2 separate regions of the Drosophila melanogaster genome follow, and region 2 is linked to region 1. Evidence: chromatin contacts called from public Micro-C data. All regions are on one chromosome and are shown on one strand. The core of a region is the stretch at or near the end of the contact, and the rest is flanking DNA. Distances in the headings are between cores, read along the strand shown.

Region 1 (5,558 bases), core at 1,857-4,356:
CGGGTGAGTTAAGCTATAGTTATCTTAATCACATTGAAATATCATAATTTGTCTTTGTCCTTTCTAGCTCTCTATGGGGAAAACTTTTTGCTGTTGCAATACTTTCCCCACATCAGCGAACTCATCAGTCTATGCTCCAAACGAATAACTGGCAGCCTCGAGGGAGCCATAATCAGTTCGCTACAATTGCTTAAATACATGGTTCCGTGTCTAACCGACGCCAGTATCATGGAGCACCTACAGCACATAATGCTAGACGCAATACTTCTGCCCATTTTGCGCCTTTTGAGCTCCACCAACCTTGTGATGCCCAGTGGTTATCTGGGACGTTCGCTGTTGGCACGCAAGTTTCTGGATGCGATCTACGCTCTGAGCGTTCGCTTGGGTTCGGATATGACGCGGGAGCACCTGTGTCAGCCGCTTCTCAATCCATTTTTCCTGATTTTCAACAAGGCCTTTGGATTGCCAAATGACTTTGCCTGCGATCTCGCTAATCTCTCGCTCGTTGGTGGTGCATCGCAGCCGGAACGAGCTCTGGAGGAGCTAAGGGATGTTTTCGGACCGGAGCTGGCGCACACCGCTTATCTTACATTCCTGCGCTTCTTGGGCGAGGCCAACATGAAGAGGACACTGAGCAATCTGGATTTTGTGCTAACCTTATGCCACGAACACGAGCAACCCAATGGACAAAGCAAAATTCAACTAGCGACCAATGTGAGTTCTGGGCAAGATGTGGACTCTGTAGATGCAAGCTGCGAACTGGCCGCCAATAGCTTTGGCACTCAGATCGTGGGAAATCGCCTGCAAGTGGCCAGAAACAATGTGGAACTCATCGACATGGTGGCGTATAAACTGGACCAGATGCCCAAAACTCGTCATCTGAAAGGCAACTGGTTGGCCTACTGGCGCAATGAGACGACGCGCAATGAGAAGGACACTCAGACACTTAATCTCAAGCAAATTCGCCTGCAGTCGTTTGTAGGACACACGAACTCAGTGAGAGCTATATATGCCCTGGATAATGAGAACAGTTTCATTTCCGCCTCCAAGGACAAGACCGTGAAGCTGTGGTCACTTCGCAGCGAAGGAGATGGCCGCAAGACGAGCGCCTGCCAATTTACTTACACGGCGCACAAGAAGTCCATAAACTCGCTTGGCTTCCTGGAATCCTTGCGATATGTGGTGTCCTGCGATTCGGGCATTCATCTGTGGGATCCGTTTATAGGAAGACCGCTTTCCGTACTGGATGCTCCTCGTCATAGTGCTGTCACAGTGGTCAAATGTTTGCCCTCCCATTCACCGCTGGTAATTGCCGGCACAGCGGAGTCCACTGTCAAGATGGTGGATGCCCGGAGCTGTGAGTACGTGAACGAGTGGCGGGTGTGCAATGCTTCTCTGCCCAATGCAACTGTCAGATGCCTGGCTGTGGCCCCTTCCGGCAACTGGCTGGCAGCGGGACTCTCGTCAGGATGCATCGTCCAGCTGGATACGCGCACTGGCATGGTGATCAACTCGTGGCGACCAATGGAATGTGATCTGCTGCAGCTGGCCGCTCCGAGTGATCAGTTCTTGGTTAGCTCCGCCTTAGATCATAGCCTGGCCGTTTGGCATGCCCTGGATGGTATCATGCACTACCAGCTCAAGTGAGTCGTAGATAAAGTCGTATCAATCATGGAAAGTTACTAATAGTATTATGTTCTTTATAGACCTCCACCGGAACCCGCCCATTTCCTGCAGAGCGTTGGCCCATCTCTGGTCTATGCAACCACTGGCAACCGCGTGGGCGTCTATGCGGATGTGGCCCACTCCCATGCCTTCAGCACCATCACCAAACTTCGCTCGGAGACATTCCGCGGTGTGCTAACCTCACTGGCCGTGTTGCCACTGAATCGAGCCTTCCTCGCGGGAAACGAGAGCGGAAACATAGCCCTGCTTTGCTAGAATTTTTGGTATCACACCATTTGTACAATACTATGATATTATAGTCTAGTTTATTTTTATTTTCAACGGCACCAAATATTATTTTAATGCAACTAACGAGGGTTGGACATCGACAAGAAACCTAACCCGCCTAACCCAATAAATTAATGTATTGAGGTAGCGCTTGCATTGCTATTATTATTTATTATAATTACGATCGCACATTTATAGCTACTTTCTTCTAGCATAATCAAAGCATTCCAGGTCCACAATTTATATGTATTTATATATTTATGTATGTCCATTACAATAGAAGACATAATTGTATTTAAAAGTAACTACTTAAGCTGGAAAGAGGTAAAATATTTATATAGATATACAGGAAAACAATAAAAATGTAAAACCCAAATAACTTTTTTAAGTCAAATATTATCCCTGTGCAAGGAATAGGGCATTCGCAAGCTTATGTAATACTCATTTTGAATTGATAATGAGTGCAAGATGATTCAGTGCATCATGGGTAGCATACACTCGATAACGACCGTCCATCGCAGTCGTAACCCTCGAAACCAGTTTGCGGGACGCAATCTGAATGATTTGCTCGTTCAATTTTCGCTGTGTGTCTCTTCGCTCGATTTCCTTGCCTTCGCATCGCCTTGAGCTGGGCCAATGAACCTGCTGGGAGCAGCAGCAAACGCAGCAGCACAGCAGCAACATCCCAGCAACAACGGACCTTGCATCCGACGGGTTGGGATCTCCAGGGTCTGTATGGAATGGGGGGGGGGGGGAGGGTGTATCTGGGAGATCGTCCGTTCGAAGGCGTTGCATTTATTTTTGGGCGATGGTGATGCGGAGATGGGGACGTCGTTGTCGTCGTCGTTTCTTTATGGCAACTTTTTTGCATTGGCATTCTGTTGTGCTGCTGCTGCTGTTGTTGTCGTTGCACTTTTTCGAAGTCTGGAGTCAGGGCGACTTGTGCGTGAGGCAATGATTCTGGGCGCTTGTTACAATGAGGATTTACAGAGGACAATAGTGCGTCTAACTCCAGCAGCTCCACTGCCACCCACTTTCGACCAGTGGGAGTGGAACACTCAGATGGCCAGTTGGCTACGTCTTACAAAGCTGGACGAAATTGGGCTTTCTTTCAGTCAAGCGGTGTAACCTTGAATTTAAGGAGTCGCATCGACGGAGTGCGTAATCTAGAGAGGGGTTAATGAGCCCGCCTCCCGACCAATGCTCTTCCTTCACTTCGATGGACCCAACTTTTAGTTGGGCAGTCGGGATTGGTTCGCCACATGTTGTCCAGCAGGTCTTCTCACTGCAAGATTGTGCTGAAGTAATGCACTTTAAGTGGCGAAGCTTTTAAGAAATTGTTTTCAGTGTGCGAATACCTATAGTCCTTGCTGATTTCGCACTCAGACTCCACCTCATACAGGTATCTATATACATATAAATACACTTAATGGCGGACTTTACAACGACAGGTAAATGAGTTTCTGTTTTTATTCAAGAAAATATTAAGAAAAACTGTTTAAGTATTTAAATATATATAAAACAGAAAACAGTTTTACATTTAATTCTTTTTGCTTCACCTTTAAAGATATACAACTTTTTGTGATAAAAAATATTTATTATACCATAAAAAGCCTAATAAAGATAGATTTAACTATTTATTTTGCTTACTTTAGATAATGACATCTAAATAAAGAATATCATTTTTAACCAAAAGTTTCTAACTATTGGTTTATTATATACTGTAATATGTATGTGCAAACATGCATTTATCCTTATTGGTATATACTCCGTTGTTAATGCTATTTACCTTATGGTTCTATATTGGTCATTTAAGCCCAATCCAAGGTCTCACAAAATATATCAATGTTCACAATTCTAAGCACTTTTCAAATATCAAACTCAATTGTCTTGTCCTCTAGATTAAGCATAAATAAACAACAAACATTTCAAGGCTTTAAAATCTACATTTGCAAGCCGGCTGGTCCGCCCACTCAAGGTCGCGATGCGCGGAACCAAAACACTGGGAGAGGAAAGCCAGCGACCCCCTGATTATAAGCCATCCACACATAACCCATAAGCCACCAGCCATAACGTCATAATCACGAGAAGAGTGAAAACGGCGGAGGCAAAAAGTAACACACAAACGAATGCCAGCGGCACGCCACGAAAATATGTGGGGAATTCGAAATTTGTGAGAATCGCGCTGCATGAAATTTCACTCAGCTGCCAGAACAGGCAAGCAGCAAAAAACAGACGGCCTCGTTATGTTAGGAATGCCATTGGCCCGTGGAACGCCCGACCAGGGCTGCCGTGCGGCCGTCAGTTCGACGACCACCTGTTGCGCCCCCATTCCGCGCGCTGGACTGGCAACCCTGGCTCTCGACGCGATTCATGGTATGCCACCCCAAAAATTCCAACAATGCCGACGACCACAGAGAGGAAAGATGATTTAAGGCGAGAAGCGTTGCCAGAGCTGACCCGCTTCCGCGGCGGGCTCGAACATTTTTTGGAACCACAAAATGTTACCAACATACAACCGAAAATTTTAACCAGGCACCCAGAAGTGGGCAGCTGCTGGTTGGCAGGCCGAAAAGTTCATCGCTCCGACGGTGGCGCATAAAATGACTACAAAATGTTACCATACATTCGAAAAAACGCCTGGGAGGGCAGGAAATGCAAGTGCGAAATGGGTGTATGCGGTTTATAAATTCACCAGACAGTTTATGCCATCAATTTTATAACTCACACCCCCAACTGGGGGCGTCGAGTCAATAAATTCTCGTCGGCCGCATACGTATTTTATAGTCGCACATTGCAGATCTGACATAATAACTAAGAGGCGCGCAGAATGCGTAGAAAGTGGCTTCGCGACTGTTAGCGCCGCCCGTTTCCAAGAGGGCCTTTTGTTTGGTCTCGACTCTGTAATTACGATTATATTGTACATGTGTATCTGGGCGAACTCTTTTCTCGCTCTTCGGGGCGTTGCTGGAATTCTATAAAATCGAATTTTTAACGTTCAAATGTTAACAGAGCCGCAGGATAGGATGGCCAGTGGGTGCCATCCAGAAGCCGACCTGCCTGCCATCATCATCTGCCATCGATTTCCGACATGGTAATGCTGTAAGCCTGCTGCTAGTTAACAGGCGCCCACCCCATGAATTGGCATTATTAGGATTGCCAAAATCATAGAAAGACGATTAATGTCGCGCGACGGAGATGGCAGATGGTCGGTTCTCAGTTGTCGTCCGAGTGCTGCGGGAGCAAGCGAGATGGCAAACTGGTAATGTTAGTGCCCTGTGGGAATTCGGACGGGAATGCATTTCTAAACGAAATTTAAAATTTCGTTCTGTTGATATGATAAGTTGACTCTGTATTATTATTGTATCATTATTTATTATGATTGGAATATATGGCGATGCTGGCAAATGATATTTATTTATTTAACTAGGCGTGATTAAAAAGCAATGTATTAAGCCAGATGATACCATTGAGTCAGAACGGTTCTAAGCAGCAAATTCGCAACTGGGTCTCAAGTTGCTCGCCCAACAAGTGTGGGAGCGAGACGACCGTACAGCGCCGCCCATTCGGTGGGCAATTTAAACTCGTGTATGAATTTCAGTGCG
Region 2 (5,203 bases), core at 1,305-3,804, 1.2 Mb before region 1:
TGTCCTGGAGGCGGACTCTCCTCAGATCTTTCTATTTGGGTCTGCTGCTTATTTTCCTCACTTGGTCGCCGCTTCTTTAGTGGGGGAATTTCCGTTTCAATAGCGGGCGTTGGCTGCTGTTCTATAATGCAGGCGGTTCTTTTCTGGCCGGGACTGCTGTTGGGCAGCGGTTCGTTGGATCCATTCACTATATCGGTGACTATGTGAGCCTCCAGTGAAGGCGGTAGCAATGGTGACAATGGAACGGCGTTCAGATCACATGCATCCTCATCATCATCCTTATAATTGTGCCCCACATTGCCAAAGAGATCACTGTGTCTATTGTGTGATCTTTCCTCTTCTTCGTCATCATCATCGCTGTAATCGTTGTCCCAGAATACCTGGGCTCCTGGAAACACATACGAATAGTTGTTGGTGTGCGAATAGAATGTTCCAGGCTGCAGACGCTCGGCTGCTGTCTGTCGCTTTCCCCTCTGTTGTGGAATGGGCGTCAGGCTGGGCGCCACTGTCTTGGTCTCCTGAACAAGATTGCTGGGTCGCACGTAGCTAGGCGTGGCTTCGTTGTCGCACTGCTCGATGCCGCTATCCTTGGAGGAATCAATGGAAAGATGGCGATAGCTCTCCACCGTTGTCTGAGGGCCTTCCAGGCCCAGACGATCGCAACTTAGGGCTGTGGTCTCGTTCAGCTCAACCAGTATGTCTGTTTTAATACGTTCGATGGCTGCCGCTTCGGCGGCAGTGGAACGCTTTCCACAGCTAAAAGTAGATGACTCAAATCCACTATCCGAGCAGGTGCCAGCTGATCCTAGTATGTAGTCCGCCGAACTATTTGATTTAATAGACTGCGTATCCGTGTCCAGTTGCGACTGTCGCTCGCTCTCTGAACTGCAGTGGCGGTGGTGAAGTAGATGATGATGGAGGTGGTGATTAGAGTGCTCCGGAGGCATTAGCTCCTTGCTTTCGGTAAGCACTGACTCATCGCAGCACAGCTGCCGCCAGCAATCATCGTTGTCCGACAACCGGTGGCAAATCTGGTTGATGATCACATCGGAGTCGCCCAGCAGCTCCACATCGAACTTAAGGTGATGCAGCTGCTCGCGATTGATAAGAATCTGCGGCACCGTGGCCGGTATGCTGCTGGGAATGTGGGCCACAGGTCGGACCTTCAGCGAGGAGCCGATCACGATCAGTAGATCGCACACGTCCTTGTCGGTGGCCATGACCGTGTGGTACTCATCCGGCAGTCCTGTTGGCAATATGAAAAGCAAACACAATATGATATATGGTAAATAGCGTTACTTTGTATTTTCAATAGTTTATCTCTTAAATAAACACTTCTTTTGATCGTCGAATTTGAAATTCTTGCATTTATTTTACCAAGGCTATTGATAATATATAATAAATCTGTATAAAAATGGCACCTACCCTCGCCGAAAAAGACGATATCCGGCTTCATGATGCCGTTCTCGACCAGTTGGCGCAGCTCCTCCTCAGTAACGGCCACCGAGGCATCCACGCTCTGCTCCTTATTGGGCTGGCACTGCGGGCACACCGGAATTCGCTGGGCAAATATGTCCGCCCGCAGGGCGTCAGCGTTGCACTTGAAACGACACTTGGTGCACGAGGCCGTTGAAAAGGAGCCGTGACACTCGATTACTCGCTGAATGCCTGCCACCCGCTCGAGGGTGTCGATGTTCTGTGTGTAGTTGCGCAACAGTTTGCCCTTGGTCTCCAGCATTTTGATGAAACGATGGCAGGGTGAGGGCTGAAACTCGCCGGGATATATCTCGCGGGCAAACTTGTAGAACGGTCGTGGATCCCTCTTGAAGTAGTTGATATCAAACATGGCCTGCGGATCGGGCAGATCGGGAAAATCATGGGCCAATCGCGCATATATGCCATTGGTGGACCGGAAGTCCGGAATGCCGCAGGAGACGGATACTCCGGCTCCCGTTAGCACAATGATCTTCTGTGATTTCTTGACCAAACTGATGACATCGTCGAAGGTGTTCACTGAGGCCAGCTTGTTGCGCCGCTTCGGCTCGTTCAACAGGTGGGCCAAATAGTCCCACAGCACGGAGTCGTCGGTGTCGCCCGCCAGGCCGGTGGCGAAATGCGGCATAATGCTGGCAATAACCTGGCGCGGCACACGACCTGTGTAAAATTCTCGTTGCAACCAGCGCAGCTTCCAGTCGGGTTCCACGGATGAGGAGCAATTTGAGCTGGAGTCCTCATCCTCGTTGCTCGTTCCGGTGATTCCCTCCTCGTCGTCCTCCTCCTCCTCCTCATCGTCCTCTTCCTCCTCCTCCTCGTCATCTTCATCCTCGCCCATTGACTTTGTGGGATTTTTGGTTTTATGCTCCAAATTGGCGCCAATCTCTTGTTCTTCCCTGGCAGCCAATGTTTTTGTTTTGATTTCACCATTTGCTTTGCCAGCAAGTTCGCTTGTTGCTGGTTCTGTGGTTGTTGCTGTTGCTTCTGCCTCTGCCTCTGCCTCTGTTGACGTTGAGGCCAGAATTTCCGCGCCAAAATCAAACTTAGTTGGCGGATAGAATTGCGTAGTGTCTGGCACCTGGTTGCCCAGATCTTTAGACCTAATGTGGCCCAGGCGAATTTCCTCGTAATTTTCCATCATTTTTTCCGAACCCAAGCGCGCGCACACGCGCACACACACAGACTCACGGAGAGAAAACTCTCGTAGTTGGTGCTGTTGCTGGCTCTTCTTCTTCTTGCGCGAGTGTTTCCTCGGTCTCTCCGCTTTGCGCTCTCGCCTCGTCCGTTTTCTCCGCTCTTTCGTTGGTACACACAAAAATTTTTACGTCGTCAGCTTCGCACCCATTTGGCTTGATTGAAAAAATTCTCCAGCGATCGTTTGGCCGCGATTTTTTCAACCAACCCGACTTTATTTCACGTATATGCACGAAACTTAAATTTTAAAAAAATTTCGACACCATTTGGTTGCGATTTTTTCGTAATTTTCGAGCGTAGTTTCTGGAAAATTTTCCGATGAAAAAAGCAAGATGGCACACGTAGCTGCGCCTGTGTGTGTATGTGGGCTGGCAGACGTGATTCGGGTGGGACCCTGACACGTCGTGTGGAAAGTGCTAACGCGTTTCTGCATGGAAAGTGCCGCCAGCATGACTCATCACGGTATGTTTTTAGTATTTTTTGGGATTTTTGAGGGTGATTACGTGTTGCTACAGTGGCCACTGCCTTATGTCATATCTAATTTAATCCATTTCTTTAAAAACTGTTTAAAATATATCAATAATTTGTCAAAAAGTTAGTAAAATTAATTTTAAATTATGCTTCGAACTTTAATTTTAGCACTCTTTTACTTATCAAATTTACTCGATATTTAAACAATTAAGTAAAAATAATTTTTTTGTCCAATATTTACACATTTCATAGTAGTATTATAAATTGATGTATTGATAATATGCAGTTCATATGTCCAAAAACTTCCATCAAGCTGTTAAATACAAAAATGTGTAAACAGATTTCCAGAACGTTCCAGCAAGTGTCTACTGTTCCCCAAAAAAGCTGCGATTTTAAGTATTTATTTGGTACTTTCCCCAAAATTATAGGTTTTTGGTAGAACTTGGGCATACTTGTTAGCCAATATGACTTGAAAATATTGTCATAAATACATTGTTAAATAATTTAATAAGTCGTACACTTACAATGTACAAAATATTTTAGTTTGTAGGGGGACTGGGGATGCAATAGGAAATGGACAACCTAAATTTATACGACGTTCTTAAAGTGGCTCCGGATGCAACTGATGAGGAAATAAAAAAGGTATGTAACAGTTCCAATTCGATATGTTGGTAAATAGTTTGTATTCACCTTTTCACCAATAGAACTACCGAAAATTGGCAAAAGAGTTCCATCCAGACAAGAATCCCGATGCGGGCGACAAGTTTAAAGAAATATCCTTCGCCTACGAAGTGCTGTCCGATCCCGAGAAGCGGCGCATCTACGACCGATATGGATTGAAGGGCCTGCAAGAGGGCGCCGAGGGATTCTCTGATGCCTCCGAATTCTTCGCCCAGTGGTTCCCCTTCGATCGAGTCTCGTCCGAAGGTCGGGGCAGGCGCAATGGCAAAGTCGTGGTAAAAGTGGAGCTGACCCTGGAGGAGATCTACGTCGGCGGCATGAAGAAGAAGGTGGAGTACAATCGCCAGAAGCTGTGCTCCAAGTGTAACGGCGATGGCGGTCCCAAGGAAGCGCACGAGAGCTGCGAGACCTGCGGCGGAGCTGGACGAGCGGCCGCATTTACCTTCATGGGTCTCAGCCCCTTCGATACGGTATGTAAGAATTGATTGTAGTTGTAGTGAATGCACACCGCGGACCACACATCCGTGGAGATCCCATATACCACACTTCGGAGCAGATTATTTAAATTATTTTTTTTTGCAGACCTGTCCGACTTGCGATGGCAGGGGCTTCACCATAAGGGACGACAAGAAGTGCAGTCCCTGCCAGGGCAGTGGTTTCGTAGAGCAGAAGATGAAGCGGGACCTGGTTGTGGAGCGAGGAGCACCGCACATGCTAAAAGTTCCCTTCGCAAATGAGGGCCACCAAATGCGAGGCGGCGAATTTGGGGATCTGATTGTAGTCATCTCCCAGATGGAACATCCAATCTTTCAGCGCCGCCATGCCAATCTGTACATGCGAGACCTGGAGATCAACATCACGGAGGCCTTGTGCGGCTACTCGCATTGTTTCAAGCACTTGGATGGACGAAACGTCTGTCTGCGCACGTACCCTGGTGAAGTGTTGCAGCACAACCAGATCAAGATGGTGCGAGGCAGTGGTATGCCTGTTTTTAACAAGGCCACCGACAGTGGAGATCTCTACATGAAGTTTAAGGTTAAGTTTCCGGACAACGACTTTGCCACGGCACCGCAGTTGGCCATGCTGGAGGACTTACTCCCTCCCAGACAGCCGATAGTGATCCCAAAGAACGCCGAGGAAGTGCAAATGACGGACTATAAGCCGCAGCCACGACAGCAGGAAGACGAGGACGGACAGTCGTCTCACTTTGAGGGCGTACAGTGCCAGACGGCTTAGTGCATGTGGTTGTGGCTCCTGCAGGCGCGGTATCTCTGCCTCGATTTGTGGCTCATCCTGGGCACTTTCAGCGTAGATGAAGTCTGCTTCCTGGTGCCGCTGTTCGTCCTGATATGCATAGTATTAT

What was found. Hi-C and Micro-C count contacts between places; a contact is called where the count stands out from the background.
Region 2: a contact with region 1 is called in a Micro-C map of pre-blastoderm embryo, with 2.8 times the contacts expected there. A contact is called at or near these places in 2 of 107 Hi-C or Micro-C datasets (the Kc167 cell line and pre-blastoderm embryo).

The regions. Positions count from the first base shown.
Region 1 is chr2L:12,011,076-12,016,633 of dm6, reverse strand. It overlaps lncRNA:CR44588 (long non-coding RNA:CR44588), which reads right to left and starts at 3,106. Exons shown (of 1, transcript NR_124210.1): 1 at 2,735-3,106. It overlaps Wdr81 (WD repeat domain 81), which reads left to right. Exons shown (of 4, transcript NM_135691.2): 2 at 1-3; 3 at 68-1,643; 4 at 1,707-2,330. The coding sequence ends at 1,941.
Region 2 is chr2L:13,163,423-13,168,625 of dm6, reverse strand. DnaJ-H (DnaJ homolog) reads left to right here and starts at 2,554. Exons shown (of 4, transcript NM_165025.2): 1 at 2,554-3,150; 2 at 3,703-3,801; 3 at 3,864-4,310; 4 at 4,423-5,203. The coding sequence starts at 3,733. The coding sequence ends at 5,076. It overlaps Sirt1 (Sirtuin 1), which reads right to left and starts at 3,062. Exons shown (of 2, transcript NM_058003.4): 1 at 1,426-3,062; 2 at 1-1,246. The coding sequence starts at 2,635.